Regions from separate parts of the Mus musculus genome. Here regions 2, 3, 4, 5, 6 and 7 are each linked to region 1. The links are chromatin contacts, called in public HiChIP or PLAC-seq and promoter capture Hi-C maps. All regions are on one chromosome and are shown on one strand. The core of a region is the stretch at or near the end of the contact, and the rest is flanking DNA. Distances in the headings are between cores, read along the strand shown.

Region 1 (2,945 bases), core at 138-2,637:
TATTATGAATCTCTGGCTGTCCTGGAATTCACTATTTAGACCAGGCTGGCCTCGAACTTGCAGAGATCTACCTGTCTTCCCCCCATCACCCACTTGTACGAGATGCTTTTAAAGCTTCCCAACTAAATAGCTTATTCACCTTTTTTGGACCCACAGGATTTTGAGCTGCTCTTGGGGCTCTTCAAGGCACAAAATACAGGGTCAAAGCTCATTCCCACTTAATTTGAACTTAGGTTGAATTTAACACTGACAAGCTTATGTGAAGGTTTCTACTAGCCAGAATTTAGATCGAGAACCACATCAACAGTTATTAATGAAGAAGTCATTCTGATACACATATCTGGTACTGTCACGGAAGCTGGGATACCTATGGGGCACCCCATGGGGGTTTCTATGTATTTTCTTTTATAAAACTTTCTAACTTGGAAATTCTAAACATTTCCTATCCCATCTCAGTAAATGTAAGGTTTCTACTAATAGTTGAAGATAGTCTTTCTCTCTTTCCTCTCTTTAAATTCAAGTACTGATTTTGTGCCTTATACATGCCAGCTGTGCGGCCACCACTGGGAATTTAACAGTGAACAAGACATCAGCGGTTTCCTTTCCATTCTCACACCTACTTTATTGTGCTATAATTCACATACCATACAGTCCACTAAGGCGCACAATTCAATGGTTTTAGTATATACATGGAGTTGTACATCTATCACCCACCAAAAGAAACCCCATGGCAATGATGTCACTTCTAATCCCCGCCCCTGTGAAAATTTGCGGGTCAAATAAATGGCTCACATCCAAGTGTCAGGAGACAAAGCAAATCACTGTTGGTAAAGGTCAAAACTGAGACGGGTCTTCCTGGCCACCTGCACCACCAGTGCCCTCATGACACTAAGGCATCTTGTGATCAATTGGCGTGTGTGTGTGTGTGTGTGTGTGTGTGTGTGTGTGTGTGTGTGTGTGTATACAATGCTTTAAAAGACACACACAGCTTCCGGTAGCGAACCGCAGCGTGCTCCACCTGAGAACAAACAGCAAGGCACCACGTCCCGAGCCACACCCGTGCCCCAGCAGCACGCAGGAAGACACCGACTTCGCGCTGGCGCAGACTCGGCTTCCGATTGGCCAGGCCTGTCCAAGGGCCCGCCTTCCGCACGCTGTGGGCTTAGCTAACCTAGGGTCACTGTCTTCGGGAGCCGCCGCGCGGGCTGAGCACAGAAAGCAGCCTTCAGCCGGTTCTCGGCCGGAGAAGGCTACGGTCCTTTTTTGACAAGGCCAGGCCCTGGGCTGTTCTAGGGGGCTCACAAGTCATTCTTTGTCCATTCTCTGCTCAGAAGGGAGGAGCTTCGCCTGCTCCCGCCCCGGAAGCGGAAGTGCAGGCATCAGGGGGTTCTGTCCACGGTGAGCCCGGCCCGTGTTGCAGCGGTCCCTCTTGGTGGTTCTATCGCGCCCTCTTGGCTGCTAGTTGTCGCGCTCTCCATCTCACCATGCTGTCTCTAGACTTTCTAGACGATGTGCGGCGGATGAACAAGAGGCAGGTGAGACGGGCCGCCCTCTCTCTCTCTGCCAGGGTTCCTCTGGTCTCTTTGCCGTTGCGGGGCGCCCCGCGGATCTCTGGGCGGGATTGAGGGCCTGCGTGGGTCGGTTGCCTGTATGGATCATTTCTTTCTTTGCAGACTGTAGGTAGCCAAGACCTCTTTGCCCCCATTCATAGCACCAGATTCGGGGGACCGAGAGGGAAGGAGAGAACCTTTGCGATCCCTTCCCCCCGAGGAGGCAGGGGAGTAAGTGAAAACTATAGGGCGCTTTGTAAGTGGGAGTTTGGGACACTGTAAAGCGGCAGACTTAACCGTTTCTGGTGGGGCTCTGGGGAAAGCCATTACAGGTCCCACAGGAGCCGTTGTGTTGCTTTCATTGTGTAGCCACCTTTCAGCCCAGCTAGACCTCAGTGAGCTTCATCCATTTTAACTAGGGTCACTCTAAGCTCGGAGTTGAATCTGTTATACCACTTGTGTGCCAGTTTCCTTGGCAGAAAGGTGACAGTCCACTGAATCTTTGATGATAGATGTCAGTGGAACAGAAATCTTGAAACTTAAATCAGATTTTATCCTTCAGTCTTGCTGTCTTCTAGCTCATGTGTTAGAAGGTACTGAGAACACGGTCACCTTTTTGTCTCCTGAACCGAATGTTCTGGTAGCAATTGACCTTTTCCCTGCCTCCCTACCCCCCTCGTATTTTGGTATTAAGAATTGTCTCATTTAAAGATTTGGTTTATTTTGGAACAGGACTTTGTTTTGCCCTGTTTATAATTATTACATAGAAAAGTAGGTCCGTCTCTTCTTAGACATACATACAAAATTGTGAGACATTCCAGTCAGAACAGCTTTAAGGAGTAGCTGTCACTTAACTGTCTTCTGTATGGACTCCTATTTCGGTGATGGGGATCAATACCAGGGCCTTGCATTCATCACAGGCTACCAGAACCGCGCTTCTAGTTTTGAAAGACCTTATTTTTATTACTTTATTTCGAGACAGAGTCTTGCTATGTAGTCCTCCTGCCTCAGCCTCATGAGAGGTAGATTTATAGATATATGTCACAACATGGCATCACTGGCTGGTATGACTCTGCCCTGTTGCCTGGAACTCACCGTGTAGCCCAAGCTGGCTTTGAGCTGGACTCCTGCCTTCGCATCTTGAGTCAGGGTAAATAACCGTATTTTCTTTTTTAAGTTTGTTTGATTGTTTTTCAAATGTGCTGAAAATCATTCCTAGCACTAGGCAAGTGATCTGTCACTGAGCACATGTATCCTCCATCTGGAAAGACCTTTTCTTCCTTCCTTCCTTTCTTTCTCCTCCTCCTCCTCCTCCTTCTCCTCCTTTTTTTTTTTTTTTTTTTAGATAAGGCCTCACATGTAGATGAGGCTGGTTTGGAAATCAGAGATCCACCT
Region 2 (2,945 bases), core at 181-2,680, 840 kb before region 1:
CCTTAACTCCATTGTCAAATCTAAGATCAAGTCTTAAGAATTTTACATTGGGTTTCTGCCATTTGGATTACAAACCCCTGTTCTTTCCATTGGGGCAAGTGGCTGTGTGACAGATTGACCTGAGGCGGGGTCCTGTCCTTTCTAGCTGGTGATGAGGTACTCTAGAGGTACCTGTGGAGAAGGCTGACGGTTCCTTAGAGGACATTGCTTCCCCCTCCTTTGCCCATCCAGGCACCATCAGAAATACACCAATCCGTGTTCCTCCCCTGATAAAAACTGTCAAGTCTCTAGAGCAGTGGTTCTCAACCTTCCTAATGCTGCAACCTTTTAATACAGTTCCTCATGCTGTGATGACTCCCAACGGTAACATTACTTTTGTTGCTACTTCCTAACTAATTTGGCTACTGTTATGAATCGTAATGTAAATATTTTTAGGGCATCATGATTTCACCTCAAAATTCATCAAATTACTACAGTATAGTTTTGGCTCCACTTTGTGCCTCTATTTGTAATGTATTTCAAAAAAGGTGTGGTGTGGTTTAACACCTGAATCACCTGAGTCTTAGGCTTTAGCCACTTTCTCACAACACACCACTTAACGTGTCATGTGGAAAGGGTGTCTCTGGGAGAGTAAAATGAGACATCCCATTCTGATCCCAACCTTTAGTGGCTGTTTTCAGCACTCACATTCCAGTCTCACCTGTTTGTGAATCTGAATGCTGTCGCCCTTTGACATTTGTCACAGTCTCTGTCCTCCTCCTTAACTCCCCTCTCACTGGCACAGGTCACTGATAATTTGGTTATGTATTCAGGTAGCTCCTTAACTATTCCACTTGGATGTCTCCAATCATTTCAAACTTAATGTACCCTGAAAACTCCCCCTCGGACTGCCACAACTGCTAGCCGTAGACTCGGGCATCTTCAGTTAATCTTTTCCCCATCTCAGATTATTCAGGTCCCAAAGATCCTCAAAATGGTAACAAGCCATCTCCCATTTAGGTAGCAGATCTTCCTACCTCTGGGCATATACCATCTATACATTCTAACCTTATTGGACAAGGCCAGTCCCTAACTTTAGCACTTGCATTGATTTGCCTCTGCTTCAGTTTCACGAACGGTTGTATTCAACTCCACAGTGGATCTCCTCTCCTTGCGCACTGCCCTGTGCGAATTGCCATGGTGCCGCGTTGGGCAGGCGAGCACCGAGGCTGGCTGCTCTTGCCAACCCTAAGGATAGGTGACAATTTTCCCTCTGCTGGCAAAGATGGCTCACCAATGGATCACACCCTGAGGCTGGCAGGTTGCAAAGGAAGGAAAACAGTGCCATCTCGGGGCGAGGTGGCACTCTTAGGTGCCGGCCGACGCGCCTGCCGCTTCCGCCCATGACTTGCGCAGGCGCACAGAACTCTTCCGCCACGCTGGCGCCTGCGTGGTTGGGATGCTGCTGCTTGCTGTAGGTCGGTGTGCTTGGCCTCTGTTAGACTCCTGTGTGGTTCCACAATGCCTAAGAAAGCCGGTGCGACAAGCAAGGCCAGTGGCAAGCCTCGTGTTGTGGAGAGGGTGGGCCACGGGGCTACACTGGCGGGGAACAGACGCAGCGCCTGGAGGGCGGAAGACCTCCCTTCGGGTCCAGGTCTGAGACTTCCTGGGTCGCACATTAGCTCGCCCTAAGGATGAGTAGGCTCCACTGCGCACCCGCTGACCACCGTCTTTGCTCTCTCACTCTGAGGGTTACACTTCCCGGCAGGCTGTGCGTTCTGCCTCCCTATGGTGGCTGATCGCTTCCTTCTGTCAATGAGACTGCACTCCCTCCCCTAATATCCCTTTGTTTTCTGTCGCTGTGATCCCAGCCCCTTGAAGTCAGGGAGTTTGAATCCTTATTCCTCTTCATACCCGCTGTCCGCATACTGCCCTGGAAGTTGTTTTCTGTTAAGTTGTTAGATGGCATTTAAATACCAGTCGTCGTTCTTTCTGCAATGGACTCCTCACCCACTCTTGAGCGTTAGGATGCATTGGCTATAAAGATGACTAATAAATGCCCCTTCTCTTGAGAAATAGAAACGATAAAGTAGACTGTGGGAACAAGTCCTAAGCTAGCCAAGAGATCTTAAGTAGAACACATACCTACACAGAGACAGCCCCACCCCACCCCCCTCTCTGTCTCTGTATGTTGGATCATGAAGGGATGTGGGAGGAGCACGGTGGTGGCTAGTTTCTGCATGTAGGCCCAGTTTAGTGAAGGTGAGGGTAGTGATGGCTCAAAATAACTGAAGTATTTTGTTACCTGTGAAATTGTGTGTCATTTTAGGGTAAAAACCAAACCAAAGAACCAGAGACAGCACCTCCTGCTGCAGGGCCTGTAGCAACTGACCCTAAAGGTTTTGTCACCATAGCCATTCATGCCAAACCTGGCTCCAGACAGAACGCTGTGACAGGTACGTCTGAGCACTGGGTGGGATTTGGATGTGGATAAAGCAGCGTTTTCATCTTATTTTTGCCTTGTTATCTAAAAGCTTATCCTGTAACTGTAAATGGTATTTTTTATGTCTGCGTTTAGAAGCTTCTCCATCTAAACATTCTATAGTCTCATATAGAGGTATTTGAAAGAAAATGTACAATATTTAATACCAAATCAGATGGAATCTGTGTATCTTTTCCTTTTTAAAAATGTGGTATTTTGTAGATGGGCCTGGTCATATATGCCAATAATTCACAAGTACTTAGTTAGGAACTGAGGCAGGAGGTCAGCTAGACTACAACAAGACCCTGTCTCTAAACAATAAAATGTTTAGGAAGGACACATTAGGAAATCTATGTATAGCTTAGACTATTCTTAGTTATTCCTGTTCCAAAGAGTTTATAAAGACACTAATGAGAAGCGATTCTTTGGTTTAGTTTAATGATCATTAACGTAAAGAATGGGAGAACGCCTGAACTCTGAGAAC
Region 3 (2,945 bases), core at 123-2,622, 830 kb after region 1:
TAGGAAGTCTGTTCTCCGACCTTGCACGTGTGGATCCTGGAGTCCAGGGGTCTGGTATTTCCAGGATGGCATGAAAGCCCAAGTCAACAACCTCTGTGGTCTTTACCGGTGTTTACACAAGAGAACTGGGAATCTCGTAGAAGGGCTCTCAGACTGTTCTGGAACATGCTGCCCCAGGCCAGACTTTCCTATTCCTTTCCTCAGTCCCTGGAGGGACCCAGATGTCTCTCCTTTGCATATACTCTCTGTACTGGATCCCAGAACCAAATCTGTGACTCGGATGGATTGAGACTCCAGGAGGGAAGCTTTGATGTTGGCAGTTCAAGGCCACTTTCCTGGCATAGCTCCACCTGACAACACTGTGAAGCTGGGTTGGGAAGCTGGGAGCACAGGGCAGAAAGGTTGCTCTCATCTGGAGTGAGTTGGTGTGACTGGGAGAGCTGGGGTGGATTTGTGATATTTGATACACAAAACCCAGACTTCAGTGACCCCTACTTCAAGAAAATGAACAGTGATGGATTTAGCTTGTATGTTTCTGTTTGTTTCCCCACGCAAACAGGTAAACTAGGAGCTGTTGGGCTGGGTTGTGGATGGACCTTTGCCTAGGATATAGGAGACATGGGCTTTCCTTCAGGGCTACATAACTACTAGCATAGAATATAATTAACTTGGGCAGTGGTTGTACTATTGAAGGATGAACATACCTCAAACCTTTACACACAAATGTCACAGAAGTCTCCTGGCAGGCACTCTTATGTCCAGAAGAGACAGAGTCGGCCATGATGAAGGACTTTGGGGCTAGGAGTTTGGCCTAGTCAGGAGCAGAAGGAGGATTTCCAGCCGCCCCCCCCCCCGCCCCGCCCCGCAGCGTCTCATATAGCCCAGGCTGGTCTAGAACTTGGTATGTAGCCTAACTTCTCATCCTCTTGCCTCCACCGTACTTGGCATTTCAACTCTCGATCCTGGTTAGTCCACCCAACTGGACGCTACCTGGGGGAGACCCAAGTTGCCATGGTCTAGGTTCAAGACGGCAAAGCTTGTCATTGTCTTGATGAAAGCGCCTCAGGTCCGTCGGTCAGCTAAACGCAAAGGACGCAGGGGACTAAGGCGACGTGTCTGCAGCTGACATTCTAACGGAAGCGGGGAGTCTTGCAGCCGTGAGCCCCCGCGGCCCGATGGGTCTCCCCGGTACCTGATGCTTTGAGGATATATGGAGGCTCCCAGAAAGCGCGGGCTCAGCACTGGGGCCGCCTGAGCTCTGGAACAGGCCCAAGGGTGTCGAGCAGGCTCCTGCCCTGGCGTGGACCCGCCTTCTCCCGGGTGAGACCCAATGGGGCGGCAGGTTCTGCAGCTCCGCCCCGGTTGGGTCCCAGCCACCAGGGCCAGCCTAGAGTCCCCACCGCACAGCCCGGTGCAGCGGCGTGCTCGGACCTCGCGTGCTCGGGATGGCCGGCTACCTGCGGGCTGTGAGCTCGCTCTGCAGAGCCTCGGGCTCAGCGCGGACCTGGGCACCGGCAGCACTGACTGTCCCCAGCTGGCCGGAGCAGCCGCGGCGCCACTGTGAGTGTCGCACCGGGGGGCGGGCTCGCGTGCAGCGCTGCGACGTGGCGACGTCCCGGGAGGGGGACCCTGGAGTGCCACTCGCGACACGCCGGCGGTCGGGGAACAGCGGCGTGCGGGTTACAAAGGGCCGGGAGGTGGCCTTACACCGAGCTCCCGCGCCCCGCGCGCCTGGGCCGCTGCAGGCGCAGGGGTGGGGACCCAGGGGATAGTGGCAGCTGGTGGCCTGGGGCGGGATTGCTGGGTCCTATCAGGGCTGGGGTTCTCCAGGTATTCCGGGGGAGCATTTCCAGAGGTACCTGGACCCAGGGTGGGGTATCATGACTGCCTTGGGCCTTTGGAGGGGACAAGCGACCAAGAGGGGCTGGAGCGGCCTGCTGCAGCCCTAGGCAGAGGAGGGTCACCTCGCGCTCCCGGCTCAGACAAAGGCGAGGAGGAGAGGCCTCCACTTCCCCTTCTCTCCAATCCCTGCGTACTCTGGTCCCTCCTCTCCAACAGGCCCACGTCAGCTATTTTTGGAACCTTTACTCGACAGCTGGAGGAATGTCCTTCCATTTTTCCCGCTTTTGTTTCTCTGCCACTCCCCCACCCTTCGCTGCGCAGGACGCTCAGTCTGGGCCCTCTCCTGGCCCCTTGCTGGGCCAACCACGAGCTGCTGCATGTGAGTGGGTCCTGCCTGGCATACAAGCTGTGGAGACCTGGCACTGCACGCATATTGTCATTTTTCTGCAGTCAGTCGTTCCCATGAGATCTCTGCGTTGCCTTCAGCTTACTTCTTAGACGTGAAGGCGCAACTCCGGACAAAATAATCAGGGTTTTAGAGTCTCCATTACTAACAGATTGCCCAACCTGGCATGTGGGCATCTTTCATACCCTTGCTACTCAGCGCCTTGCTACAAAAGGCACGGAACAATGTAGAGCACTTGGTGGCCTCTTTTGATGCCTGTTGCCACGGAAATTCTATCCTGACCTGGCTCAAAACCCCTTGGGGTTAGCCAGAGGAATGAGGAAGAGGGGGTGGGTTTGGCTATGGGGTTTGTTCTGGCTAGAGTGGTAATCGTTAACTCACCGTGGGAGCAGCTGACCGAAGCTGGGGGCCAGGAGGAGGGAGAGGGCGGGGCCCTTGACACTCCCCTTTGCCAAGGAGAAAGGGACATACATGTTTTTGTGTTCTTGGGATCTGCCTCTAACCTCTGAAGCCCCATCAAGTGCCTCAGGCCTTCAAGACCCACATATGGCAGCTTTGCAGCAAAATATGGTAGAAGTTAAAGGCACTCAGTGGTTTTCCTCTTTTTCATCTTTTCTCTCTTTTGAGGAGTCTGGTAAAATGGTAATACCAAAACTAACTAACTAACTAACTAACTAACTAACTAACTAACTAACAA
Region 4 (2,945 bases), core at 168-2,667, 710 kb after region 1:
ACTGATGAATATTTACTAAGAGGGGATTTATTAAATTGGTTTACTCAGTATTGTCTGGGCTGATCAACAGCGGCAGCTGTCCCCAAGGATGCATCTCTGCAGTCCCAAGCCGGTGCTGGGTTCCTAGAGAGCTGTTGGTCTTCAATCTGAGTTGGCAGCTGGAACACTATGATTCTAATGTCATTAAAGGAAATCCTTAGTGGCAGGTACAGGATAGAGACTTATCAGCAAGCCAAGGCAAACAGGCCAAAAGCCATCTTCCGTTTCCGTTTGGTACGGGTTGCCACCTGAGCGCACTGCCGCAGTAGATTTTCGCACTTCAAATAAACTGATCAAGAAAATCCCTCTGCTCAGGGGTTTCTATGAGGTAAGACCCTGAGTGGACCAGGAAAGCAAGCCATAGCCCCTGGGCTTTGCGGTAGAGCCTGCACCTCTCCTGGAGGCTAAAGAAGGAGCAGAGAGAAAGAAGCATGAGAAGCAAGGTTTACAGTCTCCTACCCAGAGGGTATGGAACATCTAGCTGGACTGGCCGGATGAAGGACCAGACTTCTCTAGGAATGAATACCAGTCCAGTACGAAGTTAAAATATTCTCAAATAAATTGTAATTGACTTGGCCCTGTTGTGCCAGGTGACGAAGCAAAAAAAAAAAAAAAAAAGAAAAAAGAAAATCCCTCACAGGAGTGTCAAGCTGTTTCCCTTCTCCTTGACTCCAGATCCAACCAAGTTGACCACCCAGATCACAAAATCCACATTTCCTCCTCCGGAAGCTTGGAATCTTCACTTTTTCACACAGTGTAAATATGTTCATACTTGCATCTGATTATTATTTGAGAGGAGAGAAGGGCAAATCTTGGTTCCTACAGCTGGAAGCTCGCAATTTGTGGGAGGAATCAAAGGAGGCACCCCAGCTGTGACGATAAAACAGCAGGAGGGACCTGTGGACAGAACTGACCTCTAAATACCGGAGTCCGGACACATCACTGAAATTGAACCTGTTTGTAAAATGGAAGCCTACCTTGCTAACTGTTCCACGAATGGGCGATAACTGCACAATCCAGTAAACACCTTCAAGAGCCACTTCAAGAGGAAGCTAAGCTTCTTCTGGAAGAATTGGCACGGTGGCAGAGGCTGCAGCTCTTGTCCCGTGAGACAGTCTAGGACTGACCCTATCCGCAGAGGGGCACCGGATCTCCTCCAGCCCGGGAGCGAGTATGGAGGTTACCCGCCTCCACCCAGAGCTGGGGTCTTCTGCACTTGATTTAGGTGAGGCGGATGCATCTCAAGGCTCAGTGCACAGACGGGTCCCGGAACTCAGCAAACGCGTGAAGACCGCGACGCAGGCGCAGTCTGCATCACGTGCGCATGGCTCGTTCCGCCCCGCCCACTAGAAGGCGGGGCCACGAGGCCTGGGCCCCGCCCCGATGCGTCCGGCTCCTCCCCGGGCCCTCCCTCCAGCTCTCCTGGGCCCGCGGGGAGCCGGGAGCCGGCCCGCTGAGCGGCGCTAAGGGTGGCGGGGCACTGTAGGCAGGGGCGGGCCCGGGGGCGGAGGCCAGGCAGCGGTTGCTACGGGGACTGGGCGGGGACGCGGCCCCGAGGACGGAAGTGAGAAAGTTGCCGGCGTCCCGGGGAGAGTTGGCCTAGCTGTGCGCGCACCGCGGCGATGGGAGGTTCGGGCAGTCGCCTGTCTAAGGAGCTGCTGGCCGAGTACCAGGTGCGCGGGGCGCCAGTTCTCGCGGAGCTCGCGTGCGAGCCCGCGCAGGGGAGTGGGGTTCGGGGAACAGGTGGCGGGGCGGCCGTGGCTTTCGGGCGGCTTGCAGACCCTTGTCTGGATTTGCCTTTCAGGACCTGACGTTCCTGACCAAGCAGGAGATCCTCCTGTGAGTGCTGCCCTGACCCCGGTCCTCCAACTCGGGATTGCCAGGGGAGGGCTTTGCGGGTACTTTTCTCGCGGGATACGGATTGGACGTCTCACCTCCGAGGGTGGGGCTGTGCTTCTGGGATGTCAGGATCACTGGATCTGGAGTCGGAGGCTCAGAGTGCAAGTCCCACCCGCTCCAGAGCCTCACCTTTGCACCACGCAAACACTTCTGTGTATCCAGGAAAAGTTGAACTGTTTGAGCTCCTCTAGCCTCCTCACTGCCGAGCTTCCTGCTCGCTTCTAAAAGGAACTGCTGTGACTCTTTGCGGACTTTGCCCTCTGGCAAAACCAAGAGGTCTTGTACGTGGCTCGCTCCAATCCCAACTTTACCTGTTTAATTCAGTAACCGTTAACGTTTACTGAACCCTTACTCTGCCCAGTAGCTCCTGAGTGATCCACACATTACTTCAGGAGGAGGTTACAGATCAAGGAATCAGGTTCAGAGAGTTCTGAGAACTTGACTATAAAGCACACTATAAGTGATTTGCTGGCCAGAGCGCTTGAGTTAGGTTCCTAGCCCCACAATGAAATTCTACTGGGAAAGAGGTGGTGGCTGAGAGGAGTCTCTGGAGTGGAGGTAACATGTGTTTTTGTTACTGTAATGTTAGAGTCCAGGTACTTGGCCCACACAGGCAGTCCTAACCAGCTAGGCTGTGCTACCTGTCCTCAGTAGGCCAAGGAAAGGGACAATATTGAAAAGCAGAGAAACGAAATGTATCCAATGTGGCCATACTGGGAAAAAAAAAAAGCTAAGAATGGACATGACCGCTCCTCCCCCCATCTTTAAGTCAATCTTCATGTCCAGCTGATGTGAGGTTTATATTTAAATAAAGGGCAAGGGTATGTAAAATTAAGCAGCAGTCCTGGGCAAGATGGAGTCTCTCCTTCATTGTCTCAGCTCTAGTCTCATGAAAGGTGATCTTCTGACAAGTTACCAGAGCCGTCTGTGTAAAATCTCTTCCTGGTAGACATTTTCTCCTAAGTAGACAACAGGCTTCAATTCATCCTTCTCACAACACGAGATTG
Region 5 (2,945 bases), core at 281-2,780, 680 kb after region 1:
TTTATAAATCTATCACAAGTCAGGTGTGCTGGCAAATTCCTGTAATGCTAGCACTTGGGAAGGCTGAATCAGAGGTTTTGCCAGAGGATACCCTGGGCTACATAGTACGACCTAAAGAAACAAAACCAACAACCAAACCCCATCATTTCTCTCCTTTCTACTGCCATCAGTTTTTTGTAAGCTTTTACTACTTTAATCAGTATTCTCTGAACTAGCCTGCTGTCCAATTGCTCTTCGTTACAAACCACTATGGCAAACATTGCTTCACACTACAAATGGGTGTGGGTCTTCAGCCTGCTGTGTAATTTGTTTGTTTGGGTTTGATTTTTGTTGTTTGTTTGTTTTTCAAGACAGGGTTTTTCTATGTAGCCCTGGCTGTCCTGGAACTCACTCTGTAGATCAGGCTGGCCTCAAACTCAGAGATCTGCCTGCCTCTGCCTGTGAAGGAATGAATGCACTGGGATTAAAGGTGTGTACGACCACCCTTTCTTTCCCATGGGGAACAATGGATGAAACCGAGAACCCTGCCTGGGCAATTGTCTAACCACTGAACTTTATTTCCAACCTACAGTGTAACTTCTGTTAGCTCTTTCCTCTGCTCATGCACCGGTCCTTCCCTGCTAGGCTTCCCATCTAGCAGCCCAACTGCCTGAATGTGCACGATGTTCCTGCTCCAGAGAAAGCATGTCTATTCTTCAAACTCTAGATCTCAGGAAACTCTTAGATCGCCCCAGCTGTTGTTTATTCTAAACTTTTCCGGAAGTCTAGAATTCACTTACCATCCAGCACCCTTTAGGGGTCATTATTTCATAGGGCATCTCCTGGAATGTAACTAGTGACAGAGGTATTTCAACTGTATTTCCATCTCCAGTGATGCCTGGCACAAGTGTGTCTTTTTCATTTGCACAGAGGCTGGCAATTTCCATTTATTCTCTGGCCAGGTCTCAAGCAACTGTTACTACTCTGGTTTTTCCTGTTGACCGCCCCATTTTGGATCTGTCTCAGAAGCTCAAAGAAAAAAAACCAAGGGACTCAGCAAGGAAGAAGTCACATTGAGGGCCACACTGTTGACGCAGTAAAGGCGCCGGCCACGGCAGGCACTGACCTGTTCTAGCAGATAGATGAGCTGGTCCCGAGCCAGCCTCTTGAGCATAGAGAAGTCGGGAAGCTCAGGGGCGTCCAGCCGATGGGGAAAAGCCATGGCAGCGGTCACCTGAGCCACCGTGTGAGAGCAGCAGAATTCTCCCTGTTCTGCAAAGGCCGGCGACAGCCCAAGGTGTTACTGCAGGCTGGTACCCCGCTTGCCTGGGCTCTGGATCCCAGGACCCCCAAGGGGCCCTCGCTCCTCTGCCGTACTCGACGGATGAATGACCGACCACCTCCCGGACGGACGGCCACAGGCTCAGGCGACTCTCCTTGGAGACCTATAGTCACTGGTCCCGCCCGAGTCCACTCAGCCTGTCAGCAGGATTCCCAACGACATCCGCACACTCGGCAGCGTGCCGGGGAACCCCGCCTCCTACCCAGAGAAAAGCCACTTCCTAGACATCCCGGAAGTCCGGGTCTCCCAGTTAGCGATTAGAGCACTAGAAGGGGACGGCGGCCGGGAAGGGACATTTGAAAACGGGAGTGAATCTTTTCACAGGTTTACTTTGTGTGAATGTGAGCGGTGTGTGTGTTTGAAACCTAGTCTGCAGAGCACAGTGTGTGTGTGTGTGTGTGTGTGTGTGAGAGAGAGAGAGAGAGAGAGAGAGAGAAACCTAGTCTACAGAGCGCTGATTGCTGGAGTCTCAGCTGTTAATTTAGTCTCCAACTATTCAGTCCTTAGCTTCCTGGTAATAGAAGGTAAGCGAGCAGTGTAAAGAGGAATGAATGTGTTAGACTATGAAAGTTAAGGCTTGCCAGCTGTAACCCTTGGCTATTGGAGTTCGATTTGTTAATGGCCATTATGGAAGAAATGAATAAGCTTGTGGCACAATCATGCTACAAAACAACTGTACAAATTAAAGAGGCAAAATACAGAAGTAGTCAGCTGGTAGTGGTGCACGCCTTTAATCCCAGCCATTGGGAGGCAGAGGAAGGTGAATCTCTAAGTTTGAGGCCAGCCTGTCCTACAGAGTGCGCTCCTGGACTACCAGGACCACACAGAGAAACCCTGTCTAGAAAAACCAAAACAAAAATCAAAAACAAGCAAAAACACAGAAACACATCTATATAGTGTTGTTTACATAGAATTTGTTTATGAAACAAGGTCACAATATGTAGGCCATGCTGTCTATTGCAGATAGGAGCTGACTGGGGAAATCAATAAATGAAATAATGGGAGAAAGGGTGAGGTATAATACTTTGTTGTTTAAAAAAGAAAGAAAACAAAGGCAGTCTGTCATCTTGGTGGGTGTCTGTAAACCCAACCCTTCGAAGCAGAGAGAGGGATCAGGAGTTCTCGGCTACTCTGGTCTCCACAGAAAGTTGAGGGAAGCTGGGGTACAGCTCAGTGAATGAAAGGGTGGAGACTAGAGTTTGGATCCCCAGCACCCACAAACATGCTAAGGGGGTGTGACATCAGCTCAGTAACTTCAGCACTCCAAAGTCAGAGGCTGGGGATCCCTCAGGCAAGCTGTCTAGCTAGACTAACCTAATCACCTGGCTCTGGGTTCATCAGAAAACCCTGACTCAAAAGGTTAGCTGGAGAGCTAGCAAGGACTCCACCCCAACCTCTGGCCAACCCCTTCCCTGCCTCCCCAACTCCCACTCCCTCAAAGCAGAAACTCACCTGGGACAAATGACCCAGCTTCTAAAAATAACTAGCAAAGAGGAAAAGATGTGAGAGGTGAGACTTAAGGTATAGGAAATATATTGAGGCCAGGTATAGTAAAAATTTTGGAATTTTGGTTTTTTTTTTTTAATGGAAATATAAGAACACGTTTTCGTTCTAATCCCAGGTG
Region 6 (2,945 bases), core at 254-2,753, 650 kb after region 1:
ATACTCTGAATACAAATTTCTATTCAGTGTAAGTTAGGATTTTACTAGTCTTCATAATGCACCATTAACCCCAGAAGGGCTTAATGAATAACGTCATTCAGATGGGAATATCTGAAATCCTTAGCCTTGTACTCAATTTCTTTTCACAATACTACTTGTCAGTTGTTTTCATTCTATTCCCAGACTCTTGAGGCCAAGTATCTGGGGGTAAAAAAAATGATCAAAATCTATAATCACAAAACCAAGATTCTTAGAAATTACAAAGCCTTGTCACCCAACTCGTTGCAGAAAATTATTTTATAAATTCGAAAACGGCATTCAGCCTTTTACTCAAAGAGTCAGTTCTGATTGGATTTCCAATCGGGCACTCCCAAGCAGTGCCCGGGAATTTTCTTTTTAATAGAGGATTCTTTTTATTTATTTTCATAGGTGCGTCGGTGTTTTTCCTAGATGTATGTCTGTATGTGAGGGTGTCAAAAATCACCTGGAACTGGAGTTAAAGACAGTTGTGAGCTGCCTTGTGAGTGCTGGGAAATTGAACCCACCTCCTCTGGGAGAGCAATCAGTGCTTTTAGCCGCTAAACCATCTCTCTAACCCCGCCTGGGAATCTTAAAACGACCGGAAAAGAATTCGAATTTGTTAACTTGCAAGGAAATAAAGCCTTTCTTTCTTTCTTTCTTTTTTTTTTTTTTTTTTTTTTTTTTTTTTTTTTTTTTGTGACAGGGTTTCTCTGTGTAACCCTGGCTGTCCTGGAACTCACTCTGTAGCCCTGGCTATCCTCGAACTCAGAAATCCGCCTGCCTCCGCCTCCCAAGTGGTGGGATTAAAGGCGTGTGCCACCACTGGCCGGCTCAAGCCGTCTTCCTAACTCAAGTAAAAACGCGGAACTGTAAGACACGAAGAAAAAACGATACATTTAAAACTTTAAGGTTAAAAAAACTTCAGGGCTTTTTGTACTGTCTCACTCCGTAGCCCAGGTTAGTCTTAAACTACATCTCCTAGGCTAAACTCGAATCGATTTTGTTCTAGCCTCCCGAGCAATGCGATTACAGACTATACTCAAGAGATGAGAAGCCCACACCATTACATGCTCAGCGTTTACACAGAGAAGAGGCCGAGTAGCCGCGACTTGCGGCGGCACCTGAGCTCGGCCGCCAGCTACGCCAGGCCTGAGACAAACCCACCCCGGCCTCGAGGAAGCGTGTCAACCCCGCGCTGTCCCCGCTGCTCGCCCCGCTAGTGGCCTCGGGCACAGATGCCCTCCGGAGCCGGCTTCGAGCGCCCCAGCCACAGACATCGGTGCCTGAAGACCGGCGAACCCAGCTTGTCGAACCTGGTACCAGACCCGCACCTCAGTAATGGGTCCCGCCCCTAAGAGACCCGCACCTTCTCCTCATGGTGGACGCTCCAAGCTGTCCAGAATCGAGACCCTCCACTTGCCACGCGCGGGACGGAGAACGGTAACCAGCCGCAGCAGACTTCACCCGGAGTCCGTCTCCACTCTCGAGCCGTTGGACCCCGCGGAATTCAAACCGAGCCAGAGGCGGTGCCAAATGACAATTGGTTACCGCGTCCGCCACTCACGGAGCCCCGCCCTCGTCCCGCCCCTCCTGCGAAGGGCTGCTGCCTAGGCCTGGGATACAGAGACCGCCTAGGGCGTGGGAAGCGCTTGCACGGGGAGCGTGCGGGCCTCAATATGCGCATGCGTGCACCTATGCCCGCCTCAAGGGTGGGGTGTAGGGGTGTGGCCGATGATGTCACCGGTACCCACTGAGTTGCTGCCGTTGGGTTTCAAATTTTTGTGCTTCCTGAGAAGTATTGGGTAGACTGCCAGAACAGCTCGACTTCTTGCTACTCTCCAATGTCCCAAGAGGAGCAGGGACTAGCAGGAAAGCTTAGAAGGAAAAAAAAACCAGGCTCTTGGTCCTGGTACCTTAGTGGACAAGTTTATCGCATTTAATCATTAGAACACACCTGTTAATAATGATCATCACTATCCTGAAGAAAAAGATTTGAGTAGCTTTTCCAGAACGTAGGCGGCAGAGACAGGACAGGGAAATAGTTTGGGCTACAGGAAAAAACTGACTTGCCCAATTTAGCTGTGAGCAAATGGTGATTTGGGCTTTGTTTTTCTTGCACATTATAAGATTTAGGTAAATCAGGAAAACTCCACAATTTGAACATGACATCAAAGTATTTGTGTAGCCGGGCGTGGTGGCGCACGCCTTTAATACCAGCACTTGGGAGGCAGAGGCAGGCGGATTTCTGAGTTCGAGGCCAGCCTGGTCCGCAAAGTGAGTTCCAGGACAGCCAGGGCTACACAGAGAAACCCTGTCTCGAAAAACCAAAACAAACAAACAAACAAACAAAAAACAAAAACAAAAAACAACCAAAGTATTTGTGTGTCCTTTTCTTCCCACTGACCCATAGCATCTGTATCCCATTTTCAATGATTTACTATTACCTAATACACTGCTATGGGAGTATCTCCTTTGCTACTCAGACTAAAATTTGTAATAAAGCTGAGATGAATTTCTTTTTTGCTACCTCCTCCAAAATGATTTGTAGAAGTGTAATTATTGAATTCTCCTTTGCGAAGAGGTACTTATTAACCTATCTTCTGCACCAAACTTTACCTGGAGTATCCTTGTTACCCACAGCACTGGTGATTAGCAATGCGCTTTTAAACCACTAGCTTCCATCTATAGGCCCAAAATAAAACAAAATCTAGTTTATACTGAATTATAACTAAAATTGTCTGCTTTTCTGTATTGGTCAACTGTACCATCTATAAGAGTCTCATTATTTGCTTCTCTTTTTTATGATAAATACATTTATTAAATTTGTGTGTGTATATGGGGTGGTCATGTGTGGAGAATAGAGGGCAACTTAAAAGATTCAGTTTTCTCCTCCCACTGCATGGGTCTAGGAAGTAGAATCCAAA
Region 7 (2,945 bases), core at 235-2,734, 600 kb after region 1:
CTGGAGCCTAGAGGACGATGCGTGTGCTACAAAGGGCCTGGCTGGAGAAGTTACCCAAGCCCTTGGAGGAGCCCAGAAGATCGTGAGTTGGATCCCAGACATTGGACGGTTGGAGATTGACTTTTGCTTTTGATTGTGACTGTGCCCTGATATTTTCCCTCTTGAAGGAAGAAACTGTTTTAGTGGAGCCCACAGTTAAGAGACTTTTAATTGTAAAAAGACTTTGGATTTTAAAAGAGATGGATATTTTAAAGAGATTGAAATTTTAAGAATATGTAAAGGCTGTGGGACTTTTAAAGTTATTTAGATCTTGGGGATGAATAAGATTGTAAGGGTTGAGGCTTACTAGTGATGTTTTTGTGTGTCAAGTTGACAAGGGGTCAATTGTACTGGCTAATTTTGTGTCAACTTGACACAGCTGGAGTTATCACGGAGAAAGGAGCTTCTGTTGAGGAAATGCCTCCATGAGATCCAACTTGCTTCTTGGTCATGATGTTTGTGCAGGAATAGAAACCCTGACTAAGACAGAGGTTTAGTCGGAGGTGTTACGACCACCCCTCCCCACTCTACCCCCCGACTTATTTCTGGGAATCTAACCAACCTGTATTTTCAGAAGCTGGCCATCCCCTCCCCCTCTCTCCTCAGAGCCAGTAGGAGAGCATACCTGTAGGGGTGCAGCGATTCAGGTCCCTCAGATTGTATAGCTTGTCTGCCAGCTTCACCAGTTTGGCCCCTGGGCTGCTGTGTGGTGCCTGCTCCACCTGTTGCCGCTTTCTTTCCAGTTTGGGCAGAGTCTTGTCATCTGTTACCTCCTCCACCAAGCGTCGAACCTGTGCTCCAAAGTGCAGCTCTACCTCATCCAGGGTAGTATCTGTGTCTTCTACTGTGTCATGGAGCAGGGCGGCCTGGGGATAGGTTACCATTCAGCCCAGTGACACTAACCTACTAGCCAAATAAATAGCACCCATTGTTCAACAGTACTCTGGTTTCCCGCACCAGCCTCCTGGCAGAGAAGGGTAGCCTTACCTGTAACACCACAATATCAGTGATTCCAGCCTCATGGGTTAGGATCCGGGCTACACCTGGCAGGGGCAAAGCAGAAGTCAGTCTAGAAGGAGCCAGATGTAGCACCTCACCAGCTGGATGACCTTGGAAAGTCCCTTACCCTCTTGGGATATCGACTGTACCAAGGGAGCACTCCTGCCTTCTACCCCAGGTGAGGCTTACACGCATAACGCATGAAAAGTGGTTGATACAACGCTTGGGACTCGAAGAAGGCGCTCAGTAATTTATATGCGCTTTGTGTTCCCGTCCCAGTTAGTCCCCACCCGCCACGGGCCGCGAGGGCTGCTTCCCAACTGGCGCGCCCACCGATGGGGTGATTAATGTAGGGAGTCCCTTCAGGATCTTTTCGTCGCTGCTGTCGGTGTTTGTGAGCGGCGAAGTCAGCAGCCTCCAGCAGCTGAGCTGCCTCCGAGCCCATTGCGCTGGTGGCGCGAGGGACTGAAGCTTCGGAGTCCGAACAAATCACCTATAGCGCCGCCTGGCGCTTCGGAGGCTCGGAGAACGGAACTATTTCTAACAAGCTGTAATTCATTCATCCCCCCTCCCCCAACGTGTGTGCGCGTGCGTGTGGATTATAGAGGCTATAAGTCTCCACCTTAGTTTTTGGAGACAAAGACTCTCCTTGAACCTGTAGCCCAGGTATTTAGCAAGACTAGCTACCGAACGAGTTTCAAGGAGTCTCCTGTCTCTGCCTCCACAGTACAACAGGCGTAGGTTGCCATCCCCAGCTTTTTTACCTGGCTATTGCAATAATCTGAAAGAATGCAAGTCCTTATTCTTGTGCAGCAAGCACTTTACCCACTGAACCATCATCCCATTCTCAACGGAGGTTCTTTAAAGACCGAGATCCTGGATATAGAAGTTTTCAACAATCACAGCGGCTGGTGCAGCGTTCTCCCCACCATGCCCCAGGACGTAGTAGAACTAACAGTCTTTGCAGAAAAGGGAGACAAAACCAAAAGTGATAGTTTCACAGAGTGCTGGGTACAGAGCTGGAAGGCACGGGTGGCCGTGGGATCGTGGGGGGAAAGCCCATTTTATCTAGCCTGGGAGGCAGAGACAGCGTCTTCCACGAGAAAAAGGCCATCTACAGCCTGGCACAACACCCAGACCGTTTTCAACGTGCTCCAAACATCGCTCTCCTCACAGGGTCAGTCTCTGTTATCTTGGGCATCTGAACCTAACATCTTGGCCCTAGAGATGCTAGGATTTGACCTGGAGAGTTGGATCTTGCTTAATTGCTTCAGATGTGGGCTCCTGGGACACAACACTGTTTCTACAGAAACCGTTTGCATTCATCTCTTGAATCATGAGGGAGCCTGCTTCAGTCCCCAGACCTCTGCTCTGGGCCCTTGAGGTAGTGAGTCTTGTCCCCGCGGTTTCAGGAGCATAGTGTTGCCTAGCTTGGGTAGGCACTGGAACAATCCTTCTCTCTTTACCGGCCATCGAGCTTTGGATCTTCTGGAGAAATCCCGTCTTGGCGTTGGCAGCTCTGAAGTATGAGGGATAAGCAAGACCTTGGCATCTCCCCAAAGGGTTCTGAGAAGTGGAGACAGCCAGCTGCTAAGTGTATTCCACCAGGCAGGTAGCTTTTGTGTCTGGGCTGGCAGCTGGGGAGATAAGGCTCAGGGGAAAGCCTAATGACTGGACTCTCTGACAGGCTTGGTGGTTGCCATGGCGCTGCAGTTACAGAGGGATGCCCCACAGGCTGAACAGAGGTCTCTGGGGTCTAAAATGGAATAATCCATATCCCCCAAGGTGTCCGTGCAGCCTAGAAATTGAGGAATGGGTAGATAGAAACACAGTTGGCTTCACACGCTCATTTCATTTCTTTCTTTCTTCTTTCCTTTCTTTCTTTCTTTCTTCCTTTTTGACAATGG

Evidence for each region. Promoter capture Hi-C pulls out the DNA fragments that hold promoters and counts their contacts. HiChIP or PLAC-seq counts read pairs in DNA pulled down with a chosen protein or histone mark. Capture Hi-C pulls out chosen DNA fragments and counts their contacts.
Region 2: a promoter capture Hi-C map of hippocampal neurons shows a contact between it and region 1, with 2.3 times the contacts expected there. The contact joins the promoter of 3110040N11Rik here to the promoter of Sec11a in region 1. A contact is called at or near these places in 2 of 39 promoter capture datasets (the C10 cell line and hippocampal neurons).
Region 3: a promoter capture Hi-C map of pre-B cells shows a contact between it and region 1, with 4 times the contacts expected there. The contact joins the promoter of Idh2 here to the promoter of Sec11a in region 1. A contact is called at or near these places in 5 of 39 promoter capture datasets (hematopoietic stem and progenitor cells, liver, neutrophils and 1 more), 1 of 115 datasets of contacts at active chromatin or transcription factors (memory CD8 T cells) and 1 of 9 other capture datasets (adipose tissue).
Region 4: a promoter capture Hi-C map of liver shows a contact between it and region 1, with 2.4 times the contacts expected there. The contact joins the promoter of Cib1 here to the promoter of Sec11a in region 1. A contact is called at or near these places in 2 of 39 promoter capture datasets (liver and pre-B cells), 1 of 115 datasets of contacts at active chromatin or transcription factors (memory CD8 T cells) and 2 of 9 other capture datasets (adipose tissue and liver).
Region 5: a contact with region 1 is called in a promoter capture Hi-C map of liver, with 2.9 times the contacts expected there. The contact joins the promoter of Vps33b here to the promoter of Sec11a in region 1. A contact is called at or near these places in 1 of 39 promoter capture datasets (liver), 1 of 115 datasets of contacts at active chromatin or transcription factors (memory CD8 T cells) and 1 of 9 other capture datasets (adipose tissue).
Region 6: a promoter capture Hi-C map of adipose tissue shows a contact between it and region 1, with 4 times the contacts expected there. The contact joins the promoter of Prc1 here to the promoter of Sec11a in region 1. A contact is called at or near these places in 4 of 39 promoter capture datasets (hematopoietic stem and progenitor cells, liver, neutrophils and 1 more) and 1 of 9 other capture datasets (adipose tissue).
Region 7: a contact with region 1 is called in an H3K27ac HiChIP or PLAC-seq map of thymic regulatory T cells, with 11 times the contacts expected there. The contact joins the promoter of Hddc3 here to the promoter of Sec11a in region 1. A contact is called at or near these places in 4 of 39 promoter capture datasets (the C10 cell line, cranial neural crest, frontonasal cranial neural crest and 1 more), 1 of 484 Hi-C or Micro-C datasets (CD4 T cells), 3 of 115 datasets of contacts at active chromatin or transcription factors (astrocytes, cardiomyocytes and thymic regulatory T cells) and 2 of 9 other capture datasets (liver and pancreatic islet).

The regions. Positions count from the first base shown.
Region 1 is chr7:80,945,992-80,948,936 of GRCm38.p6, reverse strand. It overlaps Sec11a (SEC11 homolog A, signal peptidase complex subunit), which reads left to right and starts at 1,387. Exons shown (of 6, transcript NM_019951.1): 1 at 1,387-1,535. The coding sequence starts at 1,485.
Region 2 is chr7:81,787,940-81,790,884 of GRCm38.p6, reverse strand. 3110040N11Rik (RIKEN cDNA 3110040N11 gene) reads left to right here and starts at 1,430. Exons shown (of 5, transcript NM_026077.4): 1 at 1,430-1,530; 2 at 2,309-2,435. The coding sequence starts at 1,501.
Region 3 is chr7:80,113,777-80,116,721 of GRCm38.p6, reverse strand. Idh2 (isocitrate dehydrogenase 2 (NADP+), mitochondrial) reads left to right here and starts at 1,372. Exons shown (of 11, transcript NM_173011.2): 1 at 1,372-1,560. The coding sequence starts at 1,446.
Region 4 is chr7:80,231,277-80,234,221 of GRCm38.p6, reverse strand. It overlaps Cib1 (calcium and integrin binding 1 (calmyrin)), which reads left to right and starts at 1,417. Exons shown (of 7, transcript NM_011870.5): 1 at 1,417-1,712; 2 at 1,844-1,878. The coding sequence starts at 1,662. Gdpgp1 (GDP-D-glucose phosphorylase 1) reads right to left here and starts at 1,329. Exons shown (of 2, transcript NM_178752.3): 1 at 1,017-1,329.
Region 5 is chr7:80,268,240-80,271,184 of GRCm38.p6, reverse strand. Vps33b (vacuolar protein sorting 33B) reads right to left here and starts at 1,530. Exons shown (of 23, transcript NM_178070.4): 1 at 1,106-1,530. The coding sequence starts at 1,201.
Region 6 is chr7:80,293,034-80,295,978 of GRCm38.p6, reverse strand. Prc1 (protein regulator of cytokinesis 1) reads right to left here and starts at 1,503. Exons shown (of 15, transcript NM_001374624.1): 1 at 1,388-1,503. The coding sequence starts at 1,398. It also overlaps a transcript of Rccd1 not described here.
Region 7 is chr7:80,341,676-80,344,620 of GRCm38.p6, reverse strand. It overlaps Hddc3 (HD domain containing 3), which reads right to left and starts at 1,484. Exons shown (of 4, transcript NM_026812.2): 1 at 1,372-1,484; 2 at 1,027-1,082; 3 at 665-905. The coding sequence starts at 1,483.